Linked DNA regions of Acanthopagrus latus: region 1 is linked to region 2. A link is a contact called in public Hi-C data. All regions are on one chromosome and are shown on one strand. Each heading gives the region's core, a stretch centred on a gene start, on an enhancer-like site or on the middle of the called end of the contact. The rest is flanking DNA. Distances are from core to core; before and after follow the strand shown.

Region 1 (5,351 bases), core at 2,715-5,214, 160 kb before region 2:
GACTTCAGAACAACAGGGCTGCACAAACGCAGGAGTGCGTTTTTTAAAAATAAAAATCTGTTTTTTATACTCTAATCCAAGTTGGTGTCAACATTTAGGGACAACAGGGATAATCTTTTTAATAACATGAAGTGGATTTTCACCTTAACCCCCATCAAACATGGCACAAACAAATCCAGCTGAAAACCACCTGCGTGTTCTTGTGCAGCCCCCCCTCGCCAAAAAACACTCACCCCTCATCCAGGCAGCGCACGGAGCAGGCTACCGGGTCAAGGTCACGGGCGCCTTCGGGTGCTCGGAGAACCGAGCTGCCGGCGCTGACGCACCCCGTGAACCACGGCGAAATCTCGCGGTCCGTCGCAGGCGCCGCCGCGGACAAGCGCTGAAAAATGAGCGTGCAGAGGACAACACCGAACATGTCTGAGGCCCGAGAGAGAGGACGAGCTGGCGAGGAGGAGGGCGAGTTTCAGTACGAAGGGAAAGACAGGAGGCCGCACACTGCATACAGTACAGGGTGTGTGTGTGTGTGTGGGAGGTGTGAACACAGAGACTGTATGCAAATTAAGCATCCGAATAAGTGAGAGTTTCATACCAGAGGCCGTGTGCGTGTATCCGGTGATGCTGCTGAGGATGAAGTGATCTCACCCTGCCACCCTTTTTTTTTTTTTTTTTCCAAACTGTATTTCATGCATGTTGTGTCGTGGGGGAATTTAAATGAATGTGCATCTGCCCTTTAAATGGGATTTGTTCTGCAAAGTGAACGTCTAATTTTTTATTTTTTTTTAACGCCATGTGTCACACGCACAGCTGCACCGAGTCTGCCCCCTCCAGACCTGCGTTGCTGCCTGTTCTGTCACGAACGCTGCAAAAATTATGCGTTCAAATGAGGCACAGAAATACCACATCAAACAAACAAAAAGAAAGAAAGAGAGAAGAAGAAAGAATAGAGGAACGGGTGATCTTTTTCTCCCCCCTCCAGCCTCGTGCACACTTTTAATCCAGAGATGTGAATGAAGTGACGCTGTTGATCTGTTGTCATCACACCGCCTCGTTTGGATGGACCCAACTGGCCCGAGAGTGACCTGGCCCCGTGCCCAGCTGCTTTAGAAAGGCCTCAAAACTGGATGAGAAGAAACAAGGGGGAATTATTCCTTTACAGCCACGCGTGAGACACGAGCCACGGAGCAAATCCCGTTACTGACGGGATCCCGTTACTGTCCAGCAGCCCGTTTGAAGCCGGCTGGACCACCTCAGGGTCAGAACTGATCTCAGTTGTTTCACCAGCATTAAAAAAAAAAAAAAAAAACGGCAACTGTCCTCAGACTCGTCCAAAAGTGTTAATGTGTCTTTTTTTAATAAAATTTGGGGACTATGTGTTTTACTAAACAGTTAGGCTGTCAACTGAGCCATTAAGCCTACAAAGCTGAATAACATGCACCATGAGCTGAATCAATCGTTCATGCCGGAGCGTTCGAATTTTGGTTTTTTTTTTCTGACGCATAAAAGTGACAAAATGTGTTGCACCTGAGCGTCACCTGTGCGCACTGGTGCGTCAAGGTGCCTCTGCTCCTGCGCCGGACACGCCATTTACCGTCTTAACCCAAGGAAATTCTACCCAAAAAAATCTGAAAATGATCTCACCAGCAGTGGCAGCCCATTTTGAACTTGTTTTTTTTTCCACAAAGGTATGACCGGAAGCTTCAGCGCGATCTCCCTCTCATGACGCACTTTATTTTTTGCAGAGCGCCTAAAAGCTGTTGGACTGAAAGATACATTTAAGAAAAAAAAAATTCAAAAACAGACCAGTTTGCCCTGTGAGCCCTTCGGTGAAAAAAAAAACCCAAAGCCGTCCTCGCCGTGCTGCTAACTCCACCGCTCCACCTTAAAAAACTCTTCCGGTTTCCCAGACATCCCCTTTAAGAGAATTGCGCGCTCCTCGGCGCGGCCGGCAGGAGGCGCTTTCAGACCGCGCCATCTCCTCGGGCTGACTGTACCGGAGAGAGGCACAGCGGGGGGAATCAAACACATTTTCTGTCCATTTTTCATGCGGAATACGCGCATATTTGGACGATTTCGTTTCGTGTCCGGCCGAACGTTTGGACGCAGTGAAAAAAAAACCCAGCAAGCGGATAAACGGAAACACAAATCATCACATTTTACTTCAGCCCAAAAAAATAAAAAATAAACGGTGGTAATCTTTATTGTTGCTCAAATATAGATTAACGGCACAGCGCACTGGTTATATGATTTAAATTTGACATCTCATATTTCGGTATGTTAAATCAGGATCGTTCTTGTATTTATTAATTAATAGTGAAAATTCATTAAGTATTATTGGCCGTGGGACCCCCCGGAGTCCAGTCAAGCACCTCCTGGTTGTCTGAGGAGCGTTTTCTTAACCCAGCCCCTCACATCAATATGCGGGGCTGTGCCCCGTGACAGTGTATATAAAGCCCACACCGGGCCCGGTGTACCTCCAATAACCTGCCTCATTCGTTAAGCGCACGGTGGGTTTTCAACGTGCACACGCGGTGACACAATTAACAAACCGCCAAGTCAACGAAATCTGTCAAATAAAAAGGAGGGGAAGCTGGTGGATCGGCGCTGCGGCGCTGCGTAACGGTGGGAGTGGGCGATAAAACAGGCGAGGTGCGCGGGGTCTCGCCGAGGACGCGGAGTCCGCTGGAGGGACCGGTTCAGCGCACTGTACGGAGCCGGGGCGATATCAAATATAGATCATGTCAGCAGGAGGGTTGTCGGACAAAAAAAATAAATAAATAAAAAAGAGAAAGAAAGAAAGAAAAGAAAGAAAGAAAAAAGCAGGGACATGCTGGAGGGAAAAGCAGCCCGTTACTTCAGCCTTCACACCTTTATATTTGCACATATTTAAGCGCCTTTATCACCATGGGAGGGAATTAGAGTTACACCTTCACACGAAGATGAACAAATAATCCAAGCCGCTCCATGTGCTGATCCTTGACTGGACTTCCACCTCTTTATTCACCAGCCCCATCACAGACTCAAGTTCCCTTCATCTGGGTGTAAATATTTGAAGAAAAATCGTTCAGTGGCTGCTCCTCCGCCAAAAATAGATCCGACAGGCTCCCGCTTTTCAAACCAAATTATTGTTATTATTATTATTTTTGGCTTACAGGAGGCTCCTTTTGCCTCGCATTTCAGAGGGCTTTCCTACTTTTTGATCTATTATTTAGCTCATTCATCTCTGATCTCAGCAGATACCACTTTCAGACCAATGAGCCACACAGCAGCTCGTATACTCCCCCGAGTAATGAATTTGATAAAGAAGTCGTGTGGTGGAAGGTATTCATGGAGAGAGTCTCTTGGAGCCTAAAATAAATACAGGACCCATGATCCCTCTCTGACCAAACCTCACTCTGAAGCGAGGGCACGGCCATTTTTTAAAATTAAATCACTGATAAAGATGTCCAGGTGTGGCCACGTCTGTCCCCCTCACCGCCTCCGTGGCTCAGTCTCTGTCTAAATGCGAATTATCTGCGATCACAAGCTGTTCGTTTTATCAGCTCTGTGATGTCTTTAAAGAAGAAATCATGGACGCAGGCCAACGTTTTCTATTCGGGAGCGGACGAGAAAACGAGCTGCGTCATGTTGCCAAAACAGAAATGAAACAAGATAAGCAGCAGATTAGGCCGTCATGGCAGCGAGAGGCGAGGAGGCGAGTCCAGCCACAATAAAAAGCAAATGAATCATGTGGAAAAATAAAGTGTTTGAACCCAAGGAGGACTCGGGGAGAGGGGAGAAGAGGCTGTTTGAAGCTGCCAGACATGAGGCAGCTTGTTTTGGCTTTATTCTTCCCCAATCTGTTCGCGTTTATGTATTTTAAAGCATACTCACATGTAAACTTTATATTTCAGGCAGCTGATTACTGTGGCTGTGCAGCAGTCTGAGTGTTTTTGCGTTCATCTGTAACGCAGGACTTCCATCCTTCTGTCAAACATGAATAGGAAACGACTAACTGCAGATTTTGAAGGAATCTAGTAAAGAAATGGACTCAAATATAAAAAGAAACGTAATGTCGTATGTGCCGTTAATCAAAGGCCCTGCGTCATCGTGCGTCACCTTCTCTTTAAACAGGCGCTTGAACTGGACATTTTATCTGCAAATGTATGGCGAGGTGATTTGTGATTTTACAGCGAACAACAGCAGAATCTAAAACTGACAAATTTTCATTTCAGTCCCCAGTCTGTTTGAAATTAGTGCAAGCTTTACAACAGGACCAGCCAAAGTTAGAGCTAAACTAGGTGCCAATTTAGATAAAAAGTCCATAACTGACCATATGTTGTGCTTCAGCCTGTGCTTTCATTATTGCGTGTTCTGTTCTTGCTCCATGCGCTCTTGAATCACACAAACACAGAAATAAATGACGTTTGCCACTTTTTGCAGGTTAATTAATGAGTCTGAACTCACAATTAAGACGTAGTTGTTATTCAATCAGCTGTCTTCAGGGTACAAACGCTCCTGGGACCCGCTTATGTTTTCTTTTCTTTTCTTTTCTTTTCTTTTCTTTTCTTTTCTTTTTTTTTCTTTCTTTTTTTCTAACATACCTGATTCTTCTCTTTGTGCTGCCCAAGTCACTCAGTCTTTGCGTGATCCCAAACTCTCTGCCTATTCATTTACAAGCTGCTCAACCACGAATCCAAACAGGAGGCCTGGAAAAATAATTCAAAGTTCAGGATAAACCAAATCAATAAACCAATAAGTGACGATCTGCCAACGACCTAAAATTCATGAATGGATACTAACGCGAGAAAATGGTGGTTTTAAGGTCCTATTTGTAAGAAAAGCTGATTTTTTGAGTCTCATCCCTAAGTTGTCAGAAAACTGACGCTTTTTTTGCCTTCATCCCAAAACGTCAGGTTTCGACGATTATAGAAACCCCGAGTGTCATTATTTGACGAGTTGGGAATGAGACTCAAAACTAAACTTTTCTTACAAACAGCACTTTTAATGGGGCTATAAGAAAAAAAAACCGCATCTATTTAATCCTAAAGCTTTTTTAAGCATTAGAAGCACCTTTATTATATAGTTCACCTTTGTGCTTCAACGCGTAGCATATAAGTTAAACATCCTTATTTAAAAGCTATTTGACGGCCTCTGTCGCCCTTTCCTCCTCCCTGGGGGGAGGAGAGGGAGCTCTGCGGGCTCGGATTACCCTCCAAACAAGCCTCAATCAGGCCAAATTATTAAGGAGGATCCACTGTAACATGCAGATCTTATCAGAGCAGGATCACCAGGGTCTGACAGGAAGGGCCGGGGAGCAGAGAAAACACGTAAAAAAAACGAGTTCAGCAGGATATTACATGACTTTTAAT
Region 2 (5,846 bases), core at 92-2,591:
CGATGTGGGCTCTCACTGAGCTGGCGTTAGCATAGCCGATTAGCTTGCTAGCTAGCAAGCGCCAACGATAAATTTTGTAAAATTAATAAACGTATAAAACAAAAAGCGTGTGAAGCCCAGTGACAACCGACACACAAATTTCGTGCAGCCTTACAACCAATTACTAAAATGACACATTAGTGATGATGAATGGCTAACTGAACGCTCCTGGCCATCAGCTAACCTTACTCCCTCCGACCTTCGCTAGCGAGCCAGCTACGTAACGTCAGCCAACTGACGGCACAAAGCAGAACCGGACTCCGTTCAGCTGCTAGCTACCATTAGCCTGCAAGCTAACTATTAACATTAGCAGCTCTTAACTAGCAAAGCGGCTCAGCCCTCGTACGCTTCCGTTGTCAGTCCGTCGAGACGACAGGGGTACCGTGTCATAGTCCTGCCCCGCTTGAACTGAAACGCCGAGGAGCAACTATCTAGACGTCAAAACGAGCGGCCAGTCAACTCCGTCTGCAGCGTAGAGGCTCATGTGTGCTGCTGTCAACTGACAGCTCGACGGAGGAGGGGAGGTGACAGCCTGCGCTTTGCAGTGCCTGCTGCGCTGATTCGCTGCAACCCCCTCCCTCCGCCGGGTTAATGCTACTTTTTCTGTGGCGTTTAGCAGCACACAGGAGTGTTTTTTTTTCATATCAGTCTAATTTTGCCTTTAGATTTCAATAGCACGTTGACAGCTGAAATAAATCAAAAACCCATTTGAGCGTGAATACGCAGCATTCGCTGTACATTTTCAGGTGGGCCGGTTGTATGAATGTGAGCGTGCGAGCGTGCGTGCGTGGGCGCGCGCATTTGCAGCTCGTGTAATAATAATGCATTAGCAGTAAAAACCTGTACATCATCCCAGCCATCCCCCATCCTTGATTTGCTTTAGTTTAGATTAATCGGAGGCTCATTTCAGGCTGCAGAGCGATAATGTCCCACACCACCAGCGGTAATGTCTTTAGAGGTCATTTGGCTTTCTGGTGCATACTGTGCTGTTTCCACTGGCACATTGCTGTGTCAGTGCCTCTCTAAGAGCAGGAGGCATCAAGTGTGCTGATGCTGTATAGAAGCTCATTTGTTTTATGACTCACCCTTCACAGCAGCGCATAGGTCTGCCTTTGCCATGACCTACAGATGAAAGCCCCCCTCTCAACACATACACGCACACTCTCTCTCACACAATGGCCCATATATTCCCCTGTCATTTTTCAATATAACATCCGTTCATTTCTTTATGAAGCCCACCTGTTCATGCAAATGTGAGCCATAAAGCTAACCGGTGAAGCCCTCGTTAGCCCAACGTGGCATCCGTTGCCTAGCAACGCGATGTCAACCTCGTTTTCCAAAACACCAAACTAGCTACTAGCCTGACTGTTTATGCCGGCGGTCGTGGTTATGACACATCTTTAACTTGCCATTTAGTTTGGAGAGAAATAGGTAAGGGATACTGAATATTTTAGATGCAGTACTGTGTGTCTGTTTCCTTTGAAGGCGTCAACACTGCAAGTGTAGCCGGCTAAACTGTCAGGTTAGCTTCGGGATTTGGCTAGCATGGCTAACTAAATTCATGACCACAAGACACAGAGTTGATTGCATTGAACAGCGGATGTGCCTTCTCCCCCTTCTAGGACACAGAATGGGGAAGAAAGTGAGAAAAGAGAGTGAAACTTCATGCAAGGAAACGGTGAGAGATTCCTGCCATGAAAACCTTCTCATCTTTCACCCCTTTGATGAATGTAGCTTACGTGTTTGTGAAGCGTTTTATGTGTTTCATGTCGGCTGAAAACGCTGCCCTGAAAGCATACCCGGGCACGGACACAAGATATGATATAAAGATATTACACAGGTATAAAGCATTAACATATCTGTCCTCACGTTGCCAGTTTGAACCACTACCTGTTGAGGGAAAAAACCCAGCAACAGTCGTGCTGCTGCTGAGCTCCCCAGAGGAGGACATACTAGTGAAAGCCTGTGAGGCAATCCACACATTTGCAGAGAAAGGTACAGTAGGGTTTCGCGCTGCTGGCACATTTTGTTTGTTTGTTTATGCTGAGCAACTATGCAGCTGAAAAGCGCAAAAATATATTTGTGGTTGACTACTGTCCTGTCTAATCTCCTGACCTTTACGGGGAAACCATCTGTTAACATTCTACCCTCATAAAACACGCGTATGCTTTTGTACATTAGGAGCAGCTGACATGTTTGAAATGTTATTTAAAATAGAATCAAAATCCATTGAATAATAAAAAAAAAGTCTATGTCTACTCTTTTTTAATGTTTAATCACACTGCAGTGTTTGTCCTCACGACTTCACAGATACACAATAAACGCCCACACGCACTCAGGTCTGTTGGGTACCATACTTAATTTCCCTGTTCACTGTCTCCCCCTGTTGTTAGGAGATGAGAACAAGGTTTCTCTGCTTGGACTTGGGGCATTGGAGCCTCTCTGTCAGCTCATCAGTCACAGCAACAAGTTGGTCAGACGCACCGCCCTCATGGCCTTGGGCATCATGGCCACCAACAGTGAGTCAGTCGGCTTCTCAGTCGTTTGGTGGCGTACAATGCAACCAGGTGACTGGAGTTTTGTTGACCTCCAGACTGAATGGTGGGTTGTGGTTAACGTTGTCTCGTGTTTCCATTGAAAGGCGATGTAAAGAGTGCTCTGAAAAAAATTGATGTCATTCCATCAATCATCGACAAGCTGTCACTTGAGGGTGAGTCATTTTGATCATAGGATGAATAGACCCAGAAGTATATATTTACTGTGTATATGCGGCAACAAAACTAACAAACAACAAAATTTCCTCTCTCCTCTTCAAGAAGATGTAGTTGTCCATGAATATGCAACACTGTGCCTGGCCTCTCTGTCAGTGGATTTTGTCTGTAAGGTCCAGATCTTTGACAGCAAGGGCCTGCCGACTCTAATCCAGCTCCTATCCAGTCCAGACCCTGATGTTAAGAAGAACTCTCTAGAGACCATATTCAACATGGTTCAGGTGAGTCAAAGTTATCTGCCTTGAGGAGGTTTCGAGGCTGTGTAGTTATAAAACTATCAACTGTATGGATCTCACAAGTCATAGTCTTGTGATGGGTGAAATTCAGAAAATTGTTCTTGCCTGTTTTCTCCTCTGTTATGCTGTATGTATAAAGGACTTCCAAAGTCGTCAGGCAGTACATGAACTGGGCGGGATCCCTCAACTTCTGGAACTGTTGAAGTCAGACTTCCCTGTCATTCAGCATTTGGCTTTAAAGACGCTGCAGAATGTCACCACTGATAAAGACACACGCAATACCTTCAGGGAAGAGCAAGGATTTGAGAGGCTCATGGATATCCTCAGTAACACGGTAGGAGTGTGTTCCAGAGAGAAGACATGCTTTTGTTGTAACATATTATGCATGCTTCATGTTGCCCTGTAGTTTTAATGAAATGCAATGAAGAATTTGAAATAACTGCTTATGTGTGCATCATTAAGTAAAAAAAGGTTTCTTTCGAATCTGCACTTGTTCTCACCTCCTGTTACCTTCTCGAGCCATATTCGAGGTCTGTGTCCTCTACACCCTCTTACGTGCATCATTTTTACAGGACTTCAGTGACCTCCATATTGAAGCCTTACAGGTAGTTGCTAACTGTCTGAATGACAGTGAGAGTTTCCAACTAATCCACCAGGATGGAGGGCTGACAAGGCTGATGGAGTTTATTATCACCCCTGACATCACTGAAATCCAGTCCTGTGCTGTTAAATGCATCGCCAGGGTTGCTCAGAGCGGTAAGCACAAAAGGAAACAAAAATTAGATCATTTTCTCTTTTTCTACTTTAAGTTTGGAAATCGTAAGGGTACTGACTTAACTTTCCAACTGTGAGTGTAGCTGAGAATCGCAAGCTGCTCCACAAGCAGAACGTGGAGAAGGTTCTGGTGGAGCTTCTGTCCGTGTCGGATGTCAGTGTGAAAACAGCAAGCTGCCAGGCTGTGTCCAAAATGAGCTTTCATCTAGCCTGCAAAGACCGCTTCAGAGACCTGGGTACATGAACATGAACAACAAAAAGCCAACATAATATCAATACTCACAAAGATGAAGTGTGAATGTGTTGGTTTTCTATGTGTTTCAGGTGGTATCCCTGCAGTTGTACAGCTGCTGAACAATGAGAGCTTGGTGCTGAGAGAGGCAGCAACGCATGCCCTTTCCAACCTCACACATGGAAACAAGCTCAACGCATTGTGAGTGACGGACAACCTGAGGACATTTCTTTTTGCTGTTCTTGGAATAAGTTTGGAATTTTGTGTTCCATTAGATATTTGAATGTCATAGCTACATTATGTTACTGCAAAACACCTGAAACTTTAGAGATTTCAAGGTATTTTGAGTGTGTATTCCACAAAGTATTATTGATATATATACTGTATTGCCAAATGTGTACAAAACACTTTCTAAGACCCAAATTTTAAAGTTGAGCAGTAAGCCCTCATCTCCACTTTTTCACAAATGATTTTATGCATCATCTGTCTTCTCATGGTTCTCCCTTACTGAATAACTCTTTGCTGCTCTTCCCTCTCCTTCACCATTTTATCTCCCACTTTTTTTACACCCCTGACAAATCTTCCCCATATCCACTATCTCTCTCTGTCTTGCTTCATGTTTCAGTACTACTGTCTCCAGCAGTTATTGAGACTCCCCTCACATGCAAAATACCTTCACTCTACTGACTCTGAATGTTTTCCCCTATTTGCTACTAATTCATGCAATCACATATGTCACGCAAGCACTACAGAAATACTATGTTGTATGCTATGTTTTAAGACTACATTTATTGTCAGCTCCGTAGATTTGAAGCTGATATTCCATCATTTCTGTGGTATCTTCCAGTGCAGTGTACGAGGCAGGCGGCCATGAGATCCTTGTCCAGCAGCTCTGTGGAAACTGTGCTGGGACGGTGGCCAATTCTGCCGCTACACTTGGCAACATGGCAGGACAGGGGGTCATCCGCTGCAGCATCTTGTCGCATGGAGCCATGCAGGCCCTGGTGGAGCCCTTGAAATCCACAAATGTGCAGGTCCTGATCAACACCACACAGTGCCTAGCAATGCTGGCCTGTGACACAGAAGCGAGGGCAGAGGTTGGTGTTTTTTGTCTGTCTAACTGTTCAAAAGGCTGATTATTCTGAAATATGGAGAGGCATTTTTGTATAAAGCAAATATGATTTAGTCTTACTGATACTGTTTTTGTATTTTTTGATGGAAAACACAATCTATAGAAATCTACCTCAAATTCACTCCCTGTTCTACATAGCTCCAAACTGCTGGAGGCCTTCAACCACTGGTCAATTTGCTACGCTCTTATCACAAGGAGGTGCTGCATAATGCATGCTTGGCTATCAATGTCTGTGCCAGTGATGGGCCCACCGCCGTGGAGATGTGCAAATTTGGGTAAGACACTATGATAACAGATGACAGTGACATCAGGGCATGACTGATGAATCATGAAATGTAGATTTGGTGGATCATTATTTAAATGTGTAAAGTAATTCACAGTAAAGTCAGAGTAGTATCTTAAATAGCCAGTAGATGGCAGTGTAGGACAGTAATATTTCTGGCTACATAATAATGTATAGGTCATTTTGTTCATGTGTATGTGTTAGTGTGTGCATTTTTATGTTTATTATCAATAACTGAATATCTATAGATGTGCTTATATTTCTGTTCTGTGTGTGTGTGTCTCAGAGCCGTGGAACTGCTTCAGGAAATCAACCAATCAGTGAAACGTAGGAGTAGTGTCAGCAAGCTGGCCATGACCAGCCTGCTTAACTCCAATTT

The links. Hi-C and Micro-C count contacts between places; a contact is called where the count stands out from the background.
Region 1: a Hi-C map of muscle shows a contact between it and region 2, with 3 times the contacts expected there. The contact joins the promoter of LOC119008397 here to the promoter of pip4k2aa in region 2. A contact is called at or near these places in 2 of 4 Hi-C or Micro-C datasets (liver and muscle).

What each region holds. Positions count from the first base shown.
Region 1 is chr19:11,856,309-11,861,659 of fAcaLat1.1, reverse strand. LOC119008397 (polycystic kidney disease 1 like 1) reads right to left here and starts at 3,964. Exons shown (of 56, transcript XM_037078645.1): 1 at 3,874-3,964. The coding sequence starts at 3,875.
Region 2 is chr19:11,693,395-11,699,240 of fAcaLat1.1, reverse strand. It overlaps pip4k2aa (phosphatidylinositol 5-phosphate 4-kinase type-2 alpha), which reads right to left and starts at 1,341. Exons shown (of 11, transcript XM_037078402.1): 1 at 1,279-1,341. armc3 (armadillo repeat-containing protein 3) reads left to right here and starts at 1,330. Exons shown (of 18, transcript XM_037078398.1): 1 at 1,330-1,470; 2 at 1,662-1,717; 3 at 1,917-2,034; 4 at 2,433-2,558; 5 at 2,681-2,749; 6 at 2,859-3,031; 7 at 3,186-3,380; 8 at 3,619-3,802; 9 at 3,904-4,056; 10 at 4,145-4,253; 11 at 4,900-5,149; 12 at 5,323-5,459; 13 at 5,754-5,846. The coding sequence starts at 1,670.